Linked DNA regions of Podarcis muralis: region 2 is linked to region 1. A link is a contact called in public Hi-C data. All regions are on one chromosome and are shown on one strand. The core of a region is the stretch at or near the end of the contact, and the rest is flanking DNA. Distances in the headings are between cores, read along the strand shown. Region 1 holds the start of THOC1 (THO complex subunit 1). Region 2 holds the start of METTL4 (methyltransferase 4, N6-adenosine).

Region 1 (4,917 bases), core at 1,365-3,864:
TTTACAGCTTTACAAACCAGTCGTGTGAATCGCTCTGAGATCTATGGATGAAGGGCAATATACAAAGTCAATATGTCATAATCTTAATGCTGTTTTGCAAATGGTGAAACTGCTAGTATTTTCATAATTTTATCTTTGACTTTTGTATTTTTTAACTGTATCCTTTTTTTAGGTCACTTTGAGATATTTCTTTTCTTGTATAAATTAATTAATTAATTAATTAATTAATTAATTGTTTTTTCTTGCAATCTAAAAATGAAAAGGGAATAAGCTTTTTAGTCCAAACTGATGGGGGGGGGGAACCCTACAACTTGCAATGCAACCACTGAGAATGTTTCTTCTTCTGGGCTCCTTGCTAATGATGAGCCAGAGATAAGCACCTCTTATGCTGATCTTACAGCCCAGCCAGGTTCATTCACATGGGGGGAAATGTATACTTTGTTTTCTAATTATTCAACATGAACAGTTTTGCTATTTGAAAATAAATATTATAATCATTTTTGGATGGATTTCTTCTCTTTTTGGAAAAGTATTTTTATTCTTTCTTACAATGAACTATAATAACTTCAACAAACACTGATGTTCTTGTGACATTGCCCATTTTCCTCTTTGAGTTCATACTTCTTGTGATTGGTTTAAAACAGTGCTTTCTCTTCAAACTGTTAGGGTTTACTTTTTAATTAACTTGAACTTGCTCTTCGTTGTATTTCAAGACTCAAAAATTGTGAAGTACAAGTAAAATTTGCTCCTTCAGTAAGTACTTGCCAAAGTGTATAATTACTTCTCTAGTACTGCCACCATCTTAGCTGTGTGGCCCCAGAGCTCTAAACACTTGTTATTTTTCCTGGGGGATATTCTCTAGTTCTGAATCAACAGTTTTAAGCCACTGAATAAGAAAGGCACCAGGTTTCTTCCTCTGCTGAGGAAACAATCCAATATACATCTTGCTCACTGGTAAGCCACACCCTCCCCCACCAGCTGGGATTGTTTTTATTATTTTGTGCTCAATTGTGCTGTATCATTTTTATGTTGCAATTCACCTAGAGAACAATGTTATTGGGTGCATTTATATAAATATAGTGAGTAAATAAATAAAAATTGGCAATAATGGGCATTCTCAGATCAGCCAAAAGGGATGTTCCCATTTGTGGGTTCCCTCCCCCCCCTCCACCGGGTCATATCAGGCTAACATACTCTATATGTTACTCATAACATACTCATAACACTGCTCTTTTAAGAGCAGTGGGAGTTAAAAGGAGAAATAGGGTTGTTATGAAAGAGTGGCCTTTACCATTTTTTCATGCACCACTGAGGATAGCAATGTCAACAAAAATAAGAAACATTTCATTTAGTCTTCCCAATAGACCATAAAAACAATCTGGAATAAAGAGGTTTTGTGAGTCTCTCCCCAACCCCACCGCACTGGCAACTGTGTTGTGCCATGTGTTTTAATAAACAAATAGTGTAGAGTGATCTTACCTAAAGGTGAATCTGCGTGGTTTTATAAGCTGGTGAGAAGTGTTCAGTCTCCAGAGAATTAAGGAAATGAAAACATCTAGCTATGCAGTAGTATCACTAAAGGAACAATTTCCTATTTGGTTTTCTTACAAATTTGCACAGAATCAATCAAGGTGACACCTAGGCATTGTTGCTCATACAAAATATAACACGCCAGTTCTTCACTGTAAGAGAGATTGCCTCTACATTAGTACTGCATCAGACTGGGACACACACATTTATAACATCTGTTGAAGACGCAGCAGGAAAATTAGATCGTTGAGTTACTAGATCAAAAAGTCTCCAGAAATCAATGAACATTTTTACCACAATAAATTATTACAATGCAATGCAATAAAATGTGTGTAGAACTGTAGGTGGAAAGATTGCATTTAATCCCATGTTTCTGCCAACATGGCGTTAGGATTTGGAAAGACGATATTTTAACCTTAACTTACCCAGCATTTCTTGAAAAGGTAGTATACAAATTAAAGAAATAACCTTATTATGTGGACAGAGCCAACTGGTGCTAATGATCTTTTGTGCACTATTCCCACTCTATCTTTATCAATTCTTTTTCTTCCAGTTGAATTAAATTGTGGCCTTGGGTCAACCCATTTCCCCTCCACATGATTCATGTCGTCCTTTGTTTGGTTGTGCGAGTGTGCCGCAGCCCACACTCATTCTGAATTGCACCATTTGGGGCTTGATATTGCACACGTGTGTGTGATATTGCACATATCAAAACATGCTTTCTTTTAAAGCTAAATAAAAGGTCCAACTTCAGCAGAAACTGAACTGAATATAGAATCCCTGTTGGAGGAGCACACTTCACCCCTGGATGCAATCATGCTGGGACTCTGGGTTTGGGAAAATAAGAAAGCTAATGCTTCTTAGAAGGAATATGAAAGATCAAACTAAGGTGGAGAAGCAGTGAGCCATACTTCCATCACTACAAAACGAACTGAGAATAAAACGAGGCGGGACGATGCGAGAGTTAAATGGGCAGAGAGCAGTCACGTGGTTCAGAATCCTCGAAGCTCCTCCTCCTCTTCCGAGTCTCCCTTTTCTCGGCGCTAAAAAGACTCCTCCCGGGCAGGAGGGGGCGCTCGCGGCTGCCTTCGGACTTCCGCAGTCGCAAAGGGATGGCGTCACCAGAGCGGGCCGCCGGTTGTTCGCCGAGTCTTCCAGGAGGTGCTATGTCGCCGCCGCCGCTCTTCAGCTTGCCTGAGGCGCGGCTGCGTTTCACGGTGAGCGGGGAGGCGGGCTGGGGCGCGAATGCCCACGCTGGGGACTCCGGATAGCTGGGTCTTCCCGAGCGCCTTTCCTTTTCGCTTGAGCTCCCTTTTCATCCCCGCTTGTATCCGGAATGGATGCGGACGAACTGGGTTGGGGGCGCGGGGAGAGAAGCCCACGCTGCTTTCTGCATGCCCCCCCCCGAAAAAGCGACACACTCACACCCGTCCTATTCCGTGGCGTTTCCTGCCCAATAAATGTGTTTAGAAAAGTAGCATTTTCGGTGGACGTGGCTTCCCTCGGTGGCGGCGCCGTGGGCTGGGGAGGGCGGGGTATAAAGAAAATTTATTTATTATTATTACGGAGCTCCCTCTCTACCTGACCGTTTCCCATCCCCAAAGCCATAGGCTTCAGACCTGTTTGTTCTAACAGGCCGTTGAGTATTAGTAAGAGGGACATCACTTGCATTTGTATCGACCACATTTCAACGCTGATATCTTCTGCACTTTGGAATTGTGTTTTTAAGCTTCGTTTTCAGTGCCCGTACCTTTATTGTGGAAATGAATGGTGGGATATAAGCAATAACAGCTTTTTGCTGATAACCCATCACAGGGCGACATTGTCCTCCTTGAGAAGATGTCGAAATTTTGCTTCCAGTAGGGTGGCCAGATGCCCAAGGGGAGAGGGTTTCTGCACCTATAATTGGTGTGTGGAGAAAGGAGTGTAAATAGAAGTAGCTTGCTGGATCTGTGGTGATGTTCATTCATACAAATCACTGTTTCGTGCTACAGACAACTAGTGAGGGATGTGTATGACAGCTAAATGTAATATATGTTTAACAAGTTTAACATTCAGTATAATCACTGTAATTCATTATCTCATCTCTAATTCTAAAATGGAACTCAGCCCGCTTTCAGGTGGTTTGCTTAGATTGAGTTAAACACTGGTAAAATATAGTCACATGAGTATTTCATTGTAGCCTGATTTTGTCTGGACTTATTCAGTCTGTATTCCAAACATTCCAGTTTAATCCTGTGAATTGGCCCAAATTCAACCAAAAACACATTTGTTTGTTATTTGCAGAGGTGAATGGATGCACTCCTAAGTCTACTTAGTTGAGAGTAAATAATACATAAATATGTAGTGCTTTCTTCTGAGAAACTATGGTTTGGATTGTGCTTATGGGAGCACCGCATCCCATAGTCATCTTTGACTGGACTTAACTGTCCAGGGGTCTTTTACCTTTACCTTTACCCATCATGTTACATTTCCATATCTGTTTTCAAAACTGCATGGCTAAGGGCATGCATTTTTGCAGCGTTTAAAAGCTTTAAGTATAGAATACACAAACCTTGAGGAACATTTTATGCTTACATTTATTATTTCTGATTGTCTCAAAAAGGGGATAGGATAAACAGTTTAAATTTTAGATTTAAACTTAGTTTTGATCGTTCAACAAGTGTACAAAATGTTAAGAAAATGACACGAGGTAAAAAAAACAAAACAAAAAAAAAGATTAAAAGTTTGATCACTTGATTTGGAATGACCCAAGAAGATTTTATGGTCTAAGTGTACATAAGTCATGAATCCTTTCTTTGTACTGAAGATATTCAATTATAATTTGAACTTGTATTCTAATCATATAAAGTCAGTCTGGTTAGACAAGTCTAGTTTTGGTTTAGGCTGTGCTATGAGGTATAGCATGTTTTCATATGAGTAAAGTCTTGGACTTAAAGTACTAGAGCAATTAAATTCTAAGTAAATATGGAACTTTAAAATCCCTATTATCCATGGTTGTCGTGAGAAGGCCCCAATGCATAAACTTTGCTAAAGTGAAGCAGTTCTGATTTGTGCCTGGGAACCATATGTTACCCATCTTAAATACCATCGTGCAAGAAAGGTGTGTTATAAATTAATTTTGATAAAGATTTACACATAGTATTGAATAGAAATACTACTTAAAAAACCTAATCTTCCCCACTTGCCTTTTCTTCTCAGAACTCAACTCGAGATGCACTTAAGAACAAAACTATTAAACCTTTATTGAGTGCCTTCAGCCAGATACCTGGAAGGTAACCTTTAGTTTGCTTTTTGTTTCCTAACATGTATTTAATTATGTTGATATGGAAGGCTTTGGCAAAATAGTCTTAACGCTTTTCTCCTCTGGTAGTGAAAATGAAAAAA
Region 2 (4,464 bases), core at 1,890-4,389, 640 kb before region 1:
AGCACCTTTCATTTTTTTAAAAATAAATGTATCAAAGTATTTAACACTTTAAAAAATCCAGCTGCTCATTTATTTAGGGTATTTTTTTTACCCTTTTTATCTTACAATGAGATTCCCAAGGTGGATCAATCAGGGGCAACTAAAATCAGCTAAATATTCCAACCCCAGGCCAAAAATATGTAGTTTAAAAGTACTTCGTAGAGTTGTCGGATACATTGCTGGACGTATGCTTTATCATGAAGTGGCCTGGGTTCCTTGATCTTTTCCATATTCCCGAATGCCCCATACTGGCTGCTTCGTAAGCTTCCAGGGCCACTGGTCCTAGAAACAAAGGAGTAAGATGACAATCTCAAGTTAGCTGCTACTATGCAAACAGAGCTACTTGGACACAAATGTTAGGTTACAAGAATAAGTCAGACTCACAGTTGACAATGTTATTCAACTTGCCACACCACAGTATTCCACCAGAAAATTAAAGTGCAGTGTGGGGCTTTCCCTTTTCCTAAGGTATTCTTGAATTTCTTTCTAGCCAAATAAAAGTGTTAAACCACTCTATATCTGGCTTGAAAAAACAAAGCAACCCAGAGTACTCCCACATTCAAAGGGTAGGTATAGCTTCTAAGCCGGTACTTCCAAGCATAGGAAATAACAGTGTTGCAACATTTCCCCTGGCTGGAAATAGCATCACAAAGTTACACTGCTCCAGCCTTCTAAATGGTGCTGTGGCTTAAATAGCCTCATGCCCATTTCTTTTTTAAAAAATTCTGCCAAGTGTAGACCTTTCAGGAGTTTTTGTCTGTGTGCTCTATTACCTTTTGCCAAAGAAACTGGTTTTCCTTTCCGATGTCACTGATCCACGTTTCCCCACACTCAGCTTTCCAAAGGTTGTCCTCCTCTCTTGTCTTGAAAAGAATATTGATTTGCACAAATCATAGTGAAATAAGTTACCTTTAAATTCTGTTCAATTAAGTTGCCAGCTATTAGTATCAAACTGCAATACAGATGTTGTGAAGCTGCATACATTAAGTTTGATATACATCCACTTAATTATTTTTACTCTTGCTCACCCTTAAAAAAAGACCTTTTACTGTGACTTATGGTTATTTTTAATGTGCTATATACAACACCTTTAATAATCTCATTAAAATAGAAACCAGACATCAACAGGACTCCAATTTTCAAAATGTGTACTTTAAGAATGTAAGACAAACCTTGTTGAAAGATGTTACCAGTGGCCTATGAGAAGCTTATGGGAAGTTTGTGGATGAGATCTGAGTGGAACATTGCTTCTTCCACTTGCAATTTCCAGCAACTGGTATTCAGAGGTATACCACCTCTGCTAGTGGAGGAAGAGCACAGCTTTATCCTCTATAAATTTGTCTAGCCCCATTTAAAAATAATTCATGTTGGTGGCCACCCCTACATGTGGTAGTTAATTCCAAGACTTAACTATGTGCTACGTTAAGAAATACTTCCTTTTGTCCGCCCTGAAGCTCTCAGCATTCATGTTCACTTAATGCCCCCTGGTTCTAATATTTAAAGAGGAAGAAACACTATCCCCAATCAAACTCATCATGCATAATTTTCTACTTCCATCATGCCCTTCCCTGGCTGCTTACCTGCCTTTTCCCCAAGCTTAAAAAGGCCCTGATGCTGTAGCCCAGGCTTCCTCAAACTTGGCCCTCCAGATGTTTTGAGACTACAGTTCCTACCATCCCTGACCATTGCAGCATCCCAGGACCCCTTTTGTCTTTCAGGAATGAAACCCTGCCACAAGAGAAATTACCTATCTTACTTACGTTAGAGGAGTATTGGGCACCGCCTTGTTGGTATCCTGCACCCTGAGAGGATGGATGGACTGCCGGCAGCTGAGGCGGCTGGTACTGGAGTTGCGATGCATCGTTGCAGAGGAGCAAGCCTGCTGGAGGGAGTGAAGATACTGCCTGGTCAGCGACAGAACTGGGAAGGTCCAAGCAAGGCTATTCTTTTAAAAGCTGGTTTTTTTATCTGTGTGCTGCCTTGAACCCCATCGAGGGAAAAGGCAGACTACAAATAAATAGGTCACCATCATCTACCATGAGGCAAGAAGGCGACTGGGGATCTCGGGGGTGAAAGTCCTGCTCCGTTGAGAAAAGGGCCTTGAGCCGCCCCAGCAGGAGAGGACGCTCCAGCCCCCTCGCCAGTGGTGTAGCTAGCCGCTGGGGTGCCAGGTCCTGCAGTTGGGGACGAGGCACGCTGCATGGAGCCTCCCCCTCAGCTGTCGGGGCGGCTGAGGGAGAGGAGGAGGGCAGACACAAGTCCCATGCTGCTGTTTCAAGCAGCGCGGAGCCTGCAGCCACCACGTCATTCCCAGGAGAGATGTGTGGCTCTGGCACACTGTAGGCCCCGCGGTAAGTGCCGGCCCCTGCTGTGGCACCCAGTGCCAGCTGCATTTCCTTAAGTTTGTTGACTGAACTAAAAAGTTTTGTGAGCTCAATTTTTAAACATTATTTTTTAAATCTCATTTTTGTCATCTCCCTCAGGGATGCCACCCAGAGCAGCCTGCACCTCCGCAACTGACCCTCACCCTGGGTTAGGAAGAGTAGGTCGAGGGGAACTGCGCCCCTCCTGAGAAGGGAAGCAAGCAGAGAACCTGGGGGTGGGGGCACTTTCGTCCCTTGAGGCTGCAGCCCTAGGCAGCCTTTTACCCAAGAGCAATAAATAAAATTCCCGCTTGAACAAACCGAGGCCAGAAGGTTAAGGGAGGATTTCTTTCCAATGGAAAGAGAAGGAGAGAGAGAGAGAGAGGAGGAATAGTTCCAAGCATCTCAGATTAGGAGCAGGGAGGCTTCGCAGAGCCCCAGCCCACCGGCGAAGGATCAGAGGAGCCTTAAATTAGGGCGTTCCCTGCATAGGGCGCTGGGAAAAGAAACGGTTCCCCCCGCCCATAGGTGTCCCCCCCCCCATCACCTCCTTCCGCCGAGTTGAAGAACCCCCGACCCCACTCAAGTCCTGCACCACCTGCGCCAAAGGGCTTTCAGCCGCCGGTCCCGTTGTTTAGACCCTTCTCGGTCTAATCGCGGAGCCGCTCTTGGTTGGTTGGTTGGTGTTTTTTTAAATTACCCGCCAATCAGGAACGTCACCAGTGACGCCCTCAGAATAAGAAAGCGTGAAGGGAGGAGAGTCGACGTCACTTCCCTCAGAAAGAGGAAGCCGCTCTTCACGGGCGAAATGATCGCAACGGCCGTATATACAGTAAGTACGTTTTCATCTCTATGGTTATCTGCGGCAGCCGTCGGCTAGAGCGCCTAAACCACGTGACCGTGCCTTACGTACGGCAAGGTGGCTGCGCCCATGGGAGCGAAGCTTCATGGCTGTGCGGTTTTCCGTCGTGGGCTCCCCCGTGGCGCTGGCGTTGTAGCCGTGGCATTGGGTTGGGTTGCTGGGTTGCTCTGATGACCTGTCTGACTTTAATGCGCTCGTTTCCGGGAGTAAACTCTGTCGAGCTCAATGCGATTTGGCTTCCTAGTAAACGTATTTGTAGGTTTCCTGCACGAGCCCCCACGGCACAGATCTCTCTTCAGCCACGAACTCGCTAGGCAGTCTCGAAATGGTGACAGTAACGCTGTTCTGCCCTATGCTAGGGATTAGAATAAGATAATGTATATTAGCCTCTCTAAAATCAGCCCTCGAAAGTGCTTTATGAGTGAAATTGCCACATACACCTTCCCTTCTGTCCTTCAGTAAAGCAAGCAGTTTTATTTATCCTGCCTTTAGCTGTTAGTGATTTGGGTTTGCCTTGCCCAATAGTCTCCCCTCTAGGTGTTTTGATTACGATCTCATTGAAAGTTTTACTGTTGCCTTTGCTACAGATGACTGCAGTTAACTAGAATACCTTAAAATGTCTTGTGTGCAGACATTATTGTAAGGGCTAATGATAACTTTGCTTAAGGGTGTTGGGGCAGTCTGAATGACTTGTTTTGGACAACTTCCAGGAGGGAATACTTTTGCAGGAAAAAGAGCAAGGAGTTTTTTGGTATCTGGAAAGGCCCGCAAAAACTTAAGTTTAAATTTCATGTACATTTCCAGCTATTCTAAAATAGGTGTCAGAGTTTGTAACATGATGTGCTGCTCTCAGACTAGATTTGCACATTGTTGCTGCCATAATAGTGCATAACATGTTGCATAAACAGCTTGGAACATTTTTTCTACAAATACAAAGTTGACTTTTAAGTACGATTTGCTAAAATGGTTAAAAACTTGAAATTTACTTAAAGCAATAAAGCTGGATAAATGAGGTACATTCTCCCTTGGTTTTTAAACATAATTGGCATCCAAGTGATAAACAATTTATTTCTGTTAATTTCAATTATAGTTGCTTTTAAGTAGGTGCAATTATGATAAACTAGTGATGTAAACAAATGCATTACATGGGTTGAGAACATGATTTAGTCTCATTATTACATTCTCTCTCTCTTGCATATT

The links. A called contact is a pair of places that touch in the nucleus more often than the background predicts.
Region 2: a contact with region 1 is called in a Hi-C map of blood, with 6 times the contacts expected there. The contact joins the promoter of METTL4 here to the promoter of THOC1 in region 1. A contact is called at or near these places in 2 of 3 Hi-C or Micro-C datasets (blood and tail).

Annotation. Positions count from the first base shown.
Region 1 is chr8:46,078,507-46,083,423 of rPodMur119.hap1.1, reverse strand. THOC1 (THO complex subunit 1) reads left to right here and starts at 2,614. Exons shown (of 21, transcript XM_028737230.2): 1 at 2,614-2,747; 2 at 4,732-4,805; 3 at 4,904-4,917. The coding sequence starts at 2,643.
Region 2 is chr8:46,721,207-46,725,670 of rPodMur119.hap1.1, reverse strand. METTL4 (methyltransferase 4, N6-adenosine) reads left to right here and starts at 3,139. Exons shown (of 9, transcript XM_028737260.2): 1 at 3,139-3,234. It overlaps NDC80 (NDC80 kinetochore complex component), which reads right to left and starts at 1,906. Exons shown (of 16, transcript XM_077933111.1): 1 at 1,800-1,906; 2 at 813-902; 3 at 195-321. The coding sequence starts at 1,900.